4 separate regions of the Mus musculus genome follow, and regions 2, 3 and 4 are each linked to region 1. The links are chromatin contacts, called in public Hi-C maps. All regions are on one chromosome and are shown on one strand. The core of a region is the stretch at or near the end of the contact, and the rest is flanking DNA. Distances in the headings are between cores, read along the strand shown.

Region 1 (3,776 bases), core at 19-2,518:
CATTTAACAGAAGAGAAACACAGACTGCCTGAGTCAATTTGCAAAAATTGCAAGATCCAGGAGTACAAATCCAGTCTTGCCAACAATGGAACCAGAGTCACACATAAATACGTAAGACTTAGAGGATAGGCCCAGGTTCAGGAAGGTGACTGAGTGCAGCATGAACAATTCTATATAAAAGGAAAAGCAGAGGGCTGTAGCACAGTGCCACAATAGCCACACCCCCAAAATAATTGCTAACATTTATAGAGCCTTTACATACAGCCAGTTTCATTTTACTACTTTTCCTCGGCCACCGAGGGAAACCAGGACTATTATTAGCCGCTATTTGTAGAAAACAGAAGCCAGGGGCGATGAAATAATGTGCACACAAGGTCATCCTCAGGTGAGAGGATGCGGCCTTGAGGTCTGACCTCTTTTTCAAATCCAAAGCAGTCCGACAACTCTGGGGTCCTGGCTCATTCTTCTCCCATGAACCAGAACTATCAACTCTCTTGGCAGGCCGGCTTGGGACCAGGTCGGAGAACAGGTGGGTCTGTGCACGTTACCCACCCCAGCTACGGCTAGTTAAATCTCAGGAGAGGATACTTTCACCGCCTCCTTCCTCCTCCTTCAGGAGAGCTAACCCAAAATACAAGGTGGAGGTCGGTGAAGAATGGACAGAAATCTCGGTATCAGTCCCCAATCCCAATATCAGTCCCCACTCCTTCCAGTTAAAACGAAAACATTAAAAGCAATGGGAACTCTACCCGGGTCGCCAGGACCCCTGAGGGTTTCTACTCAGCAGGTCACGCGCCCCCGCCGATTCTCTACAAAGAGCCATTCTGAGTCCGCCGCCAATCACCGACTGGCAGGCGGCAACAAGACCGCCACCCTATCTCGGGCCGCCCAGGCCCAGATCTGGGGCGGCCGCGCGCACTCAGGTAGGACCCTCGAGGCTTGCCCTCCGCTTGGCCGGGCACCCAATGAAGGCTGCCATCTCATCGAACCTTGCTATTAAGAAAGATGAGACCTGAATTCTGATTGGCTGCCGCTGCTTTCCGCCACTCCCGGAGAACCCGGAGCCATCGCTCCCACATTCCGCGAAGATCCCCGTCCCCGATCTCCCCCACACACTCTAACGGAAGGATCCCCGTACCTGAACGTCCTCATTGCGGAGTTCATCTATGAGCACCGCAATAGGATAGAGCGAATCGTCACCGTCGGCAGCTGCCATCTTGGCTCCCTGGCGTTTCTATCAGGCAGCAGCGAGCTCCAGGCGGAATCCGGGATCGGGCGGGGCGGTGCCGGGGAAAGGACGCAAAGCGGACGTGGGGGCGCCCGAGCCGCCCTACAGGGGCCGTCCCGCCGCCATTGCCGCACAAGCTCGCGTCTGTTTGGTCTGAACCAACCAAGTCCCGCCTACTTCTCATTCACCATTGGCCGGACGAATGAGATGTTTTTCCCGAAGGACGAGAGGAACCGGAAGTGAAGTATCTTAGTGACCAAGATTGTGCCCGCCTACGTCGCTGCTAGCAACCACGGGAACAAGCAGGTCTAGCTGCCAATGAGAGTCGAGGGTGGGAGGTGGCTAAGATGGCCCCTTGGGGAGAGGCGGAGAAGACTTAAGCTGGAGTCTTGGGAGCTATGCGTGACGTAATGAAGGACATGCTTGTCTGGTTCTGCTATACCGGTCTCTGTAAAGGAGGGACTCCTAAGTAGGGAGATTTGCCTTGCTTGGTTTCTAGGATGCGGTTCTGGGGCTCTTGGCGTTCAAGGCTTTATTACCCACCCCCCTTACCCGGAAGAAATAGAGCGGCCAGAGCGAGTCTTCATCCTGCCGGGGAGCTTCTAGGTAGCTAGTAAAAAATGAACAAGGTCGAAAGTTTTTTGAGGATGGACCTCTGCCTCATAATGAGCTTGGGCGCTGTGATTCACTTAGAAGGCGAATATAAAACTATCACAATCCTTTCTCCTTAAGGTTGAAAATATGAAAGGGAAGAAGGTGGGCATAGCGGGGTTGTTAGATGCTATCAAGGTTGTTAAAGCGTGGCTATTTCTATACTTGATTTTTGTTTTCTCCTTTCGACTCCCCTCGCCTCTCCCCTCCTCCATCATCCTCCCCCCCACACCTCCATTCCTCCCTTCCCCCTTCTTCCTCTCCAATTAGAGAGAAAATTGAGAAAGCACCCTCACAGAGAGTGGAAATAAACAAACAAACAAACAAACAACCCCCCCCCCCTCACAGAGAGTAGGCGTTCCTAAGTAATGATGCAGATCACATATCTCTGGCCCTGAATAGGAAACACTTGGTCTTGTGATAACGAACAGAAGGCATAGCCATGTGTGAAAGTGCACATGCTTTCAATCATGAAACTCAGGAAGCAAAAACTTGTCATCTTTCTGAGATTGACATCATCTTGGTCTACATAGTGACCTCCGGGCCAGTCAAAGGTCTATGGTGTAACCCTCAAAAGACAGCCATACCATTGCCTCATCCCATAAGAGTTAATCCAAATGGTCTGGCTTAGAAACTTCAGTTTATACGCTACCTCACTAAAAGAGTTTGGCACAATGGTACCATTGTCTATTCTTTGTGAGTGTATTTTCTTTTATGATCTCTCTGGCCATTCTTCAGTTTCTTTCCTTTATATGAACTCTTCTATACTGTACTTTATGTGTTTCTGAAACCAATCAACAGAAAACTGGGGAACTCAGGAGAGGCTATGGAGAGGAATTCCAAACAGTGCCTTCTTGGACCATTTTTGATTTAACAGATCTTTTGGAAAAAACATCCTCTTGCCTGTCTCCTCTCCTTTCAGATATAGTAAAGTTTTCTAGTCTTACTTTGAACTGCCCTAGGTTAAACATTGTAGGAAGCACTGGATTTCTTAACAAGTACAAGAAGAGGGTAAGTTTAATTAATTAGTACTAGGTTGTGATTGGTAATGGGCTTACTGGCATTTCTAATCAATTTATGTGAATTATGAAAACTAAAAAATAAGGTTTTATTTACTTTTTTGATTTTAAATTTGTATCCTTTATCTCTTATGCTGAAAAACACTAAATTTTTAGTGACATTGACATAGTCATATTTATGATTAATGATTACATTTTAGGATATTATGAAATAGTAAATGTTATTCAGTTATGCCGTGGGCAACACAGCTGGACATCAACAGGGCCTAGCAAGGAAGGTAATTGGAGACAGAGACACAAGACTCTAGGTTCAGTTTAAGAATGGACAATTTTTTGGAGCTGTGACGAAAGGATGGACCATCTAGTGATTGCCATATGCAGGGATCCATCCCATAATCAGCTTCCAAATGCTGACACCATTGCATACACTAGCAAGATTTTGCTGAAAGGACCCAGATATAGCTCTCTCTTGTGAGACTATGCCGGGGCCTAGCAAACACAGAAGTGGATGATCACAGTCAGTTATTGGATGGGTCACACGGCCCCCAATGGAGGAGCTAGAGAAATTACCCAAGGAGCTAAAGGGAACTGCAACCCTATAGGTGGAACAACAATATGAACTAACCAGTACCTGGGAGCTCTTGTCTTTAGCTGCATATGTATCAAAAGATGGCCTAGTCGGCCATCACTGCAAAGAGAGGCCCATTGGACTTGCAAACTTTATATGCCCCAGTACAGGGGAATGCCAGGGCCAAAAAGGGGGAGTGGGTGGGTAGGGGATTGGGGGGGTGGGTATGGGGGACCTTTGGGATAGCATTGAAAATGTAAACGAGGAAAATACCTAACAAGAATAAAAAAAAAGAATAAAAAAAAAGAAT
Region 2 (3,382 bases), core at 20-2,519, 5.2 Mb after region 1:
GAGGAGAAAATGCTACTCGGTAACTTCGACAAACAAACGACGAGAGGGTAAGGGTTATGTTTACTGAAGCACTAACTCCTATTACTAAGAACTTCATATCCAGCTAAGGAAAGTTTTTAAATGTTCATTCGGAAAAGAGAGTAATAAAAGGTTATCATGATCTTAGCAAAACTACAAACGTCAAAACAGACAGTTTTTACCAGGTAAACCAATGGTAGAGTGGAAAAAAAAATTATATACCCAGTAAGGTACTTAAGACGCCTTGAAAAAAAACATAAAAAGGCAATACAAAGAATACACACTGTATCTTATTTTCAAGGCAAACGACGGGGACGGGGGTGGGGAGCAAGACAATATTTCCACCTCTCAAGATTTCCGCCAGAGCACTAGAGTCACCTACAAGCCAACCACGAATAAACAAAGGAGATCTCTGGCAGGGGAGGGAGAGGAAGAAGCGGGGGAAGGAGACGTCAGATCCTTCCCCAGCCAGAAAGTACCACCAAGACACACTCGGGACGCAACAGAGTTGTCCTCCGACTCCAGCAGAGACTTAACTGATTATTTCCACTCCAAAGAACAGAGGGGCCAAACAGGCTGCTGCCACCTCCGCCCGGGGGGCCGACTCTGCACCTGGATCAGGATTTCCAACCTGCAGAGCTCAGTCTCCATACCTCTGGGAGAACAGGTCACCTAAGATCCACAGCACTCAACAGTAATTCCTAACGTTAACTATTAATTCCAGCCCCGGTGAAACCGGCCGAAGTCCTCCACCTCCTCTCCGCAAAGTCTGCGCTGAGAAAGTTCACTCGCCTAGGCGCTTTCCCTTTCACCTTCCTCTCGCCCCTCAAGATGGCTTTCCCCGTCCGCTGGACTTCCTTTCCAGCCTCGCCTCCTTTCTCCGTCCGGCCCTAAGTTCTCCTCCGAGCGCCCGGACTCCGGACGCTCCCGCGTCTCAACAATAAGAGCCCCCGAAGTGGCCAGGGCTCCCTCTGCAGCCTCCTTCCCCGCCTGGCAGTTGCCGGGCTCCCGGCTAAGTTTGCCGGGCGGCGCCGCGCGGGGCCGCTGCACCTTCTCCCCGCAGCCGGGCGCCGCGGCCTCCTTCCCGCCTCCCGCTCCCGCAGCCCCGCCGCGCGCCCTCCCGGGCTCGCCCGGCCACCGCCCCCTCCCCCCCACCCGCCCCGCGCTCCCACGTGCTGGTCCCCTCCGCGCGCCGGGCAGCGCCGCCAGGCCGCTGAGGATGCGCCGGGCCGCTCTCCCACGCCCCCGGCGCCGCGCCGGGCCTCGCGGGCCTCGCCCGCTCCCGGCCTCCCCGGCCTCGCCGACCCGTCCTTACCGGCGGGCACAGGGCGAAGGGTGGCGCGGGCCGGCGCCTCGGGCGGAGGATGCCCCGCGCGGGGGCCCGCGATCCTGGATGCCCAGGCCGCGGGACCCGCGCCGCGGACGGCAGAGGGGGAGGGGAGGCAGCGGGCGGAGACGCGCGGAGCTGGGGAGCGGGTCCGACGATCAGTTCATCTCCGGGCGCCCGGGCCGAGCGGGAAGTACCGAGGGCGCCTCCTCCGTCCGCGCTCCCGCCCCGCCGCTTATCGGCCGCCGGCAGCCGCCATGACGCCAAGACCGCGATCGAGCGCAACCGTCTCCGCCGCGCGGCGCCGCCGAGGTCGCTGTCGCCTCCGCCTCCCGAGCGACGTCACCGCCTCGGTTCACTCCCCTTCCCGGCGCGCGGCGGCGGCGCGCACGCCCGGCCTTTCCGCCGACGCGCGGGGGCGGGGCGGGGCGGGGCGGGGCGCCGAGGTGGTGCACGCCCCTCGGGGAAAGCCACCGAGTCCAGCCCAGGCTCGGCCTTCGCACTCGTAACCGGCGCTACCCCTGGCGTTCGTGGGGCTCCCGGGGATGGGCGCTCTGGTCACGGCACGGATGCGCAGGGATCCAGAGCGGGGGCCCAGGACTGCCTGCGGTGGGGGCCGGCCGCGCGCGCCGGGTGTCCGGAGTCCGGTCGGAGCTGCTGCGTCACCCGGGCAGCTAGAGAACTATTGGGCAACCTAGTCGCCTCCCGCTGCGATCTTTGCCTGGGCGACCAGCGACTAAGTCTCCTCCCGGGCGGGGCTTTAGTGAAAGAGAGAAAATAGAGTTCGAGCTGCTGACCTCCCAGGACGCTCCTTGATTCGTGTGTGGGTGGCCCATGCCTGGTTCATAAAAGAACTTTTACAACTGTGCCTGCCTAGATCGCTCCCTGGAATGCGGGTGGAAGGGTGCCGTGCGGAATCGGAACTGGAGGGGCGTTGGTAACTGGATCTAAGGTGCTGCAGCTTAGTTGACAGTTACTGTCATTACTGTATCCGCAGGCCTCAGTATGTCGAAGCAGAATCTCTTCAAGCGTGGTGATGTAGCAATCTATGTACGGTTTTCAATTTTGTTTTTATTATGCTTTTTGGTTTTGAAAGAGCGTTTTATTATGTAGCCCAGGGTGGCCTCAGGGTGATCCTTCGAAGTTTAGGCATTACAGGCAGGCGTGTGCCATCACCACAAGGCTGACTGTTTTTGCAAGGATTTGGAACTTTGTTTGCTTACTTGTTTTTAAATCAAAATTCTTTCTGATTTCATTACCTGGCCTGCAAATAAAAGATTCTTTAAAGACAGTATACAAAGCCAGGCTGGTCTTCCACTTCTCCATCTCCCTGCCTCAGCCTCCGGAGTGGTAGTAAAGGAATTGCTGGTGTACCCACCTTGTGGGTCTAACTTTTTAAAGTTTTCAACTTACTTTTTGAAGTTGCATTTTCTGTAGAGACCTCTCCTTCGAAGTCAAATGAGTTTGGCTGCCATAATATCTCCAAATGATTCTTAAGCTATTTGGGAAATTTCTAATGAAAATTTAAACTTTGCCCGGCGGTGGTGGCGCACACCTTTGATCCAAGCACTTGGGAGGCAGAGGCAGGCTGATTTCTGAGTTCGAGGCCAGCCTGGTCTACAAAGTGAGTTCCAGTACAGCCAGGGCTACACAGAGAAACCCTGTCTCGAAAAACCTAAAAAAGAAAGAAAGAAAGAAAGAAAGAAAGAAAGAAAGAAAGAAAGAAAGAAAGAAAGAAAGAGAAAGGAAAGGAAAGGAAAGGAAAAAAAGAAAAGAAAAGAAAAGAAAAGAAAAGAAAAGAAAGGAAGAAAATTTAAACTTGGAGCTTTATGTTTTGAATAAGATCATAATATACTTCAGTACTCTGTAAACTCTTAGAAACACTGGAGGAAGAAAGACTGGAGAATATAGAGAAATACAATGTATAAAAAATTGCAACAATCTTGCATGTTCAAGTCTTTTTTTTTTTTTTTCCTTTTCCATTTGAGACAAGGTTTCTCAGCATAGGTTTGTGGGTTATTTGTTTGTTTCTCTAGA
Region 3 (3,369 bases), core at 699-3,198, 5.4 Mb after region 1:
TGGTACTGGGTTTCAGGACCCCGCCGAGGCGATGGTCCAGAGACTGGTTACTCGCGGAGCCGCCGCAGCGCGCGCGGAGGACCGTTCCCAGCCCGGCCGCGCGCCCACTCGCGTCTCCTCCGGCAAACTCCGGGGACCCGCTGCAGAAGTCGCCTTTATTAAGGCCTCCAAGCAGAGAAAAGGATGAAAGGACCGTTACCTGGGCACTGCGGAGAAAATGACGCGACCGCAGAAACCTAGCCAAACCGCCAGCAGATACCCGCCACCGCTACCGGACTCGATCCACCGAACGCCTGACGCACATCTGATGCCGTCACTTCCGCCAGTTGCGCTCTTGACTGCAGTCCGATTTGTTGTGCTTAAGCTGTGAGACACTGGGAAGGAAACGAGCGGGCCGGGTACCAGCAGTTCCGGGGCGGGGCCTCCGACGGCCCTTTCTAGCTGTCAAAGAGAGATCTATTGAGTGTGTAGCGGAAACAGTTGGGGATGTGGCAATGGCGATCAAGCCCAAGCAAGCGTTCTACCACTGAACTACATCCTCAGTCTTCCATGATTTGTTTTTGTGAGAAAGAGTTTCTCTGTGTAGCCCCGACTTTCTTGGGACTCACTCTGTAGAACTGGCTGGCTTCGAACTCCAGAGATTGCTTGGCAAGCTTACTGGCTCCTCCCCTTTGAGATTTGTGAGGTGGCTAAGGAAAATGTCAAGCAAACGCTCCTCATCATGTTCTCAGTAGATGTTAACTTACGTTCAAGGAAGAACAACAAAACAAGCGACTTTGTAGTCACAGATTCATTTCTATTTTTAGCTCGGTCACTACCAGCTCTCTTCCTTGCTGCCACAAGAAAACGTCAGCTGTTTCTTAGGCTGCTTCATAATGCTTGATTGATTCCAACATATCTTAATTTTTTTTTCCTTCTGAAGTTCATCTAAGGCATATACATGTGTTGTTCTGCGTACTTCCTTTCCCTTGTATTTTGCATTATCAACGAGGTAATGAGCTCCTTTAGGTTAAGGTTAGCGCTCTCTCTCTCTCTCTTTCTCTCTGTGTGTGTGTCTGTGTGTGTGATGGACAGTATCTGTGTGTTATGTGTGTAGGTGTTGTATAGGTTGTCTATTTACACAGACTCTAATAAGTACAATAGTACTGTGTATCTATTTTCCCCTAAAGGAAACATTTTCTCTTGAAAGTACAGGAAACCTCAGAAGACTGGGGAATTGAGAAAACTTAACAAAGGCTTGTCAAGAGGCAATATAAGGGAAGCGGGTTTTATGTTGTCTTACTGTTTGAGGAGATACAACCCAGGGGGAAGCATGCCAACTGGATTGCATCCACAGACCAGAAACATAAATAGATAAATGTTAGTTCGCTTCTTCTTTATTTAGTCGGGAAATCCAGGCAATGAGGTGGCGCCGCTTATATTTTAGTTGGGTCTTCGCTCCTCAATTAAACCTTGAAACACCCGCATAGACGCATCCATGGGTTTTACCTACATGATGCTAAGTTCTGTGAAATTAACAATATTAACCATCATATTCTGGCTAAAGAAATCTGGTATTGCTTCCTGGGTCTCGTGGCTGCGTACACCACACAGTTGACATGCGTCCTGATTGGCCTTGAATGCAGCATGAACTACTAACCCGTCTCAAACGCTGTGCCACTTCGCCAATGTGACATCCGAGTTGTCGTTGCTCTGTAATTGGGTTAATTTTTTTGGTATGGTCAGACTTTTAATTTTCTATCCGCCATGAGTAAATCCAAACGTTTTCTTAGGGTTATAAAACAGGTTTCTCTGTTGGCAGGATTGGCGGATCCAGGTTGTGCGCTAGCCGGACGCAGGCGTAGACCTCCAAGAGCAACGACGAGTGCAGGCTAGAGGAGCCTAGGGGGGCGGGGCGAGGGAGGCGGAAGTGGACCGGTCCCGGCGGCCATTTTGCCGTGAGACAGCAGGAGTTAGGCGCGATGCTTTCCACTGCTGCTTACCGAGACGTGGAACGAGAGCTGGGAATGGGGCCTCACGGCTCCGCCGGCCCTGTGCAGCTGCGGTTTTCGCCTTATGCCTTCAACGGAGGGTAAAAGCCTGGGCCTGCTGCCCTCACCTGGGTCGAGCCTGGGGTCGCGACGGGCGGGTGTGGGAATGGCAGGGATGTAGCCTGCAGCCCAGCACTCAGTTGTGCATGGACGCCCTCGGTGCCGTTTGCTCCAGCAACCGGGCTCCCACCTCAATCTTCCGCCCTATGGCCTGTTGTTTGGTAGGGCTTGAACACGTTTCTAAAGCCAACGGGCGAACATGAAGTTATGATTTGTCTTGGTTGTTAGACGAGTAGCTGTTTCTGTCGCTGGGCCGCCTGATCACTTGTTGTTTTAAGAGGAAACTAACATGATTAACCAGACTTAATTTCAGGGATGAAAGTGAAGGTTGTTTTGTTCTGCTCTTGAGACGTAGCCTGCTGGGCAAGGTCTACTGAGCTGCATCCACAGCCTTAGGCAGTCGGACCCTTGTGTGTGTTTATTTTTACTCTCAAATTACTTTAGCATTTTAATTATCCGCTTTATTCGAAGATATTTTTCCTTTGTATTTAGGACCGTTGACAATACAGGGGTATTCTTCATCAAATTAGAAGTTGAAACAGCTAATTATCCAAAAAAGGGGGGCGGGGGGGGGGCTTGTTTAAGAAAAGCAAAACCAGCCAGGCGGTGGTGGAGCACGCCTTTACTGCTAGCAAAGGCAAGTGGGTCTCTTAAGTTCGTGGCCAGTCTGGTCTACAGAGCAAGTTCCAGGACAGCCTGGGCTACACGGAGAATCTTTGTCTCAAGAAAGAAAAGCAAAAACGTTAAATATGGCTTTATGAATGTTGAGCGTTGATCATACAGATAGTGAAAGGTTGATTTTAGTCTTGGTTGTACCTTTTGAAGAGCAATTGTGAATGTACTATGTGGGCTCCTTTCAGTTACTTATAGATTGGGGAAGACTCAAGGTAGGTTTTTTTGTTTGTTTGTTTGTTTGTTTTAATTTCAAGCAGTTAAGTGAATAATTTCATAGTTTTACTTCTTGACTCTTGGCATCTAAACAGCCCAGGCTATAGAGCTGGTGTGAATTAGAACCGGATTTAAATTCATAGCGTTCTCAGCCGAGTCCAGTTTCAGTTTGCTTTTCCAGTATGCTGCTTAATGCTGCACGTGAACACTAAGTACTTACTTTGTAAGATGTGTTAATTTCAAGGTGTTCCGAATGCAGTACTCATGAGTCACTTTTTTTAACCTCCTTTACTTCTTCTTATCCATCACTTTGTTCATAGTTACTTACACCTATCCATTAAATCACTTTTCTCTTTTGTGCCTTTTAGCATTTATTGCAACTAGCCCTGCA
Region 4 (3,489 bases), core at 844-3,343, 5.4 Mb after region 1:
TGTATATATATATATACACATATATAATATATATAATAATATATACATATATATATTTAAAAGTCTAATATTGCTTAGGTAGCAGAATTGAAGGGAAAGTCAAACTAGAGTTGGGGTATCGCACCTGTGCCTGTTTATTTTGCACTAGCAGCGGGTAGTTCGTATTCTTATCACTAGACATTTTAAATTAATTTCTTTTTAAAAGATCTATTTATTTATGTGTATTTTCGTAGGTCTAAGTGTACGTAAGTGCACCACGTAAGTCATCAAAGTCATCAGATCCCATGAACTAGAGTTACGGGGTGAGGGGTTGTGAGCTGCCCCCGCGATGGTGATGGAAGAGAATGTGTGTACTCTGCAAGAGCGGTAAGTGCTCTTAACCACTGAGCCATCTCTCCACCCCTCTTATAAGCTAATTTCTATTCAGTAATAACGATTTATATTAGCCAAGGCACTCTATTATTACGCCACGAACATTTTAGTAAACCTATGTGCTTATTTATTAAAGTTATTGTTAAATTAGAGGCTTTTAAATTTTTTTTTTTTAAACTCTTTCATAGCCTAATTTTTAGGTTCTTTTCCGGAGAGCCTTATTTGTTTTGATTTTGTCTATCTATTTGATTAAGCTACTTATCTCAGGCGAGACGTGAGCTCAGGGTATGCCTGCCAAAGCTGGACTTCCGGTCCCACCCTCATCCCCGGCTTCCCGGTGCCCAGCTCCAATTGGAGATTGACTGAAACCCCACTCTAGAGCAGACCTAAGCACTTAAAGCTCTGCTCCATGGTTTTAAGACCTTTAGTAGACAGGACACAGGTCAGGTAACACAGCCTGCCACATTGAAAAAGAGGAGTCTGAAGGAACGGACGCCGCACAGAGAACAAGTGTGCGCCTGCGCGCTGGCCACTACCTGATTCGTGCAGGGGCCTGGCAATCCCAGCGAGGGGAGGGGCAGCCTGGAGAAAGCCACGGGCAGGAATTGCACCCTGACTGACAGGCAGAGCTCCGCCCTCCGCTTTTCTTGTTCCCGCCCCTCAGCCAGCTGTCTGTCAATTGGCGGATTCTCCTGTCAGTCAGCCTCGGAACTCCTCAGAGGGACGAACGCCGGCGGTGGCCTCAGAGCCGCGGGATTCTGGACCATGAGTGCAGGCGAAACCTTCAGGACCAGCGAGGCTTTCTAGGCTCAGCCCGTGAGACCCCATATCCCCTAAATTAGATTCGGACCCCCTCAGCGTGACACGCGCGCGCGCGCTCACACGCACACACCCGGTCACCTCAGCTTCTCGGGAACTCCAAACGCCCTTTGGCTGAGTGAGGTCCCAAATGCACTTGTGCGGAACCAACCCAGCCTCTGCCTGAGGAACCTGGGTAGCTCGCCTCAGAGAGACTAAGTTTCCAGACAGGAAACCTGGACTCTCAGCGTAGAGACTCTCCTAAGCCCCAAAGACCCCAGACGCCCTCGGTCTCGAGGACCTGTCTGTCACTCCAGATTGGCTTCCAGAGATCCTAAATGCTCTCGTCCCGCAGGACCCTAAATACCTCCGACGTGACAAATCCCAACTCTTCGTGACATAATCGTCAAATCTCGTCAGACTGCGAGTCTCCAAACCTTATTTCACAGCCTGAAAGACTCCTCTAGCCTACGAACCCAATTCCTTCAATCTGATGCACCCCACTCCTCAGCCCGAGGTCCCCAAAGTTAAAATCTCAGCCAGAGCGTTCCTACATTTTCACCAGAGGGACTTCAATCCCTTGTACTCGGGATTCCCGAATCCATTTACCTGAAAACATCTTTCAGACCCTGGCTGACTCCTTGGTCCAGATGAAGAGCAAGTGGGAATGGGGTGGGGGGGGACACCGGTTGGCGGGAGGAATCTTCCTTCCTTGCTGTCGCAGGTCCTGACCCGGACGGAGGGTCGGTGCCTAGGTTTAGGGCTCAGTCCAGAATCCTTGCTCCTGCACCAGAGTACTAGACCTCGGAGTCCGAAGAAGCTGCCTGTGTTGGCTGCATGGATTCCCAGCCCCTAGCTCCTTCCCATGTGCTGGTGGGCATCTCTGATCGCCTAAGGCCCTTAGTTACCTCTTCATCCATAGGACCATAGGACCCTGGACCTCTCCAGTGAAATGTCCTGCACCATGAACACCAACAAGCTGGAAGAAAATAGTCCTGAAGAAGATACAGGGAAATTCGAGTGGAAACCCAAGGTAGTACGAAGTTATCCTTGAGTCAGGAGGATCATGGGGTGGGCAGAGGCAAACAGCCTTGAGTACCAATACCATATTGATTTTTCCTATGACAAGAAGGTGGGTCCCGATATGTGAGAGAGGAAAGGCTCATTAGCAACTGCTCTGTCAGCATGAACATCCAGTGTTTGCTTAAAGAAGGTTCTGGGAATGGGAGGATAACCTTGGTCACTGAGACCACATTCCAGGGTCCCAAGCCCGGCCCAGCATGTTCCGTTTTTTGTTTTTATTTTTTTTCCCCCAGGTCAAAGATGAATTCAAAGACATTTCCATATACTTCTCCAAAGAAGAATGGGCAGAGATGGGAGAGTGGGAGAAAATTCGCTATAGAAATGTGAAAAGGAACTATAAAATGCTGATTTCAATAGGTAACAAGAAGTCTTCGGTTGAACCAGTCTAGATTAAAAAAATAAAATCTCAGTTCCCATGTTCCCATGTTATGTTAGGGTCTTCCCAGGTATCTACAGTGGTACAGTTCCCAATGGAGACAAGTTTAGAGGAAACGTGTGTGTGTGTGTGTGTGTCTGTGTGTCCAGGACTAAATGTTAGCACTGGCCCTGTAGAGATCTCATCTCCACACCCAGAGCCTACCTGGCCTTGTGATACATTTGTTCCATCCTCTAGGGCCTTTTTAAGAGGAATATTTTGCTGCTTTTCAGGTCTCAGAGCCCCTAGACCAGCTTTCATGTGTTACCAAAGGCAAGCAATGAAACCCCAAATAAATGACAGTGAGGATTCTGATGAAGAGTGGACACCTAAGCAACAAGGTGAGGAGAGGCTAGGAGAGTTTAGAAGTGAGGTGAGGGGGCAGGAGAATTTAGAAGTACCCATCGGAAACCAAGCCAGATTTAGGTTCCATAATGTCTCAGAACCAACTTCTGAAAACTGGGTGTTTCAGAATCAAGGGTCAGCAAACAAACAAGATGCAATGCAAAATTAATAGTAAGAATCTATTCCTGTACATTTTAAAATATGTGAAAACTATATGCTATTTATAAATATAATAAATATGAAATATATACAAATCTGGGCATGAACAAGAAATATCAAACCCAAAGTAGCTAGGATAAGCACCTTACCTAGTCTGTAGCCTGCGTGCTTATTATTAATCATGTAAATATGACCATGGTTGTGCAAATGTCTCTTCAAGATCTTATTTTCACTCTTTATATGTACATAAAGAAATCTAAATCATAAAGTAATTCTATTTTAATTTTTTTTTTTGAGACAGGGTTTCTCTGTGTAGC

What was found. A called contact is a pair of places that touch in the nucleus more often than the background predicts.
Region 2: a contact with region 1 is called in a Hi-C map of CD8 T cells, with 5 times the contacts expected there. The contact joins the promoter of 5830433I10Rik here to the promoter of Ppp2r1a in region 1. A contact is called at or near these places in 3 of 484 Hi-C or Micro-C datasets (CD4 T cells, CD8 T cells and uterus) and 1 of 9 other capture datasets (pancreatic islet).
Region 3: a Hi-C map of CD8 T cells shows a contact between it and region 1, with 7 times the contacts expected there. The contact joins the promoter of Psmb1 here to the promoter of Ppp2r1a in region 1. A contact is called at or near these places in 1 of 39 promoter capture datasets (pre-B cells) and 2 of 484 Hi-C or Micro-C datasets (CD4 T cells and CD8 T cells).
Region 4: a Hi-C map of CD4 T cells shows a contact between it and region 1, with 5 times the contacts expected there. The contact joins the promoter of Prdm9 here to the promoter of Ppp2r1a in region 1. A contact is called at or near these places in 1 of 39 promoter capture datasets (pre-B cells) and 1 of 484 Hi-C or Micro-C datasets (CD4 T cells).

Annotation. Positions count from the first base shown.
Region 1 is chr17:20,942,946-20,946,721 of GRCm38.p6, reverse strand. It overlaps Ppp2r1a (protein phosphatase 2, regulatory subunit A, alpha), which reads right to left and starts at 1,268. Exons shown (of 15, transcript NM_016891.3): 1 at 1,139-1,268. The coding sequence starts at 1,216.
Region 2 is chr17:15,703,264-15,706,645 of GRCm38.p6, reverse strand. It overlaps 5830433I10Rik (a long non-coding RNA gene), which reads left to right and starts at 1,269. Exons shown (of 2, transcript XR_001782213.2): 1 at 1,269-2,332. Chd1 (chromodomain helicase DNA binding protein 1) reads right to left here and starts at 1,679. Exons shown (of 36, transcript NM_007690.3): 1 at 1,334-1,679.
Region 3 is chr17:15,496,855-15,500,223 of GRCm38.p6, reverse strand. Psmb1 (proteasome (prosome, macropain) subunit, beta type 1) reads left to right here and starts at 1,948. Exons shown (of 6, transcript NM_011185.3): 1 at 1,948-2,071. The coding sequence starts at 1,962. It overlaps Tbp (TATA box binding protein), which reads right to left and starts at 336. Exons shown (of 8, transcript NM_013684.3): 1 at 200-336.
Region 4 is chr17:15,561,935-15,565,423 of GRCm38.p6, reverse strand. It overlaps Prdm9 (PR domain containing 9), which reads left to right and starts at 2,093. Exons shown (of 10, transcript NM_144809.3): 1 at 2,093-2,203; 2 at 2,487-2,610; 3 at 2,902-3,009. The coding sequence starts at 2,135.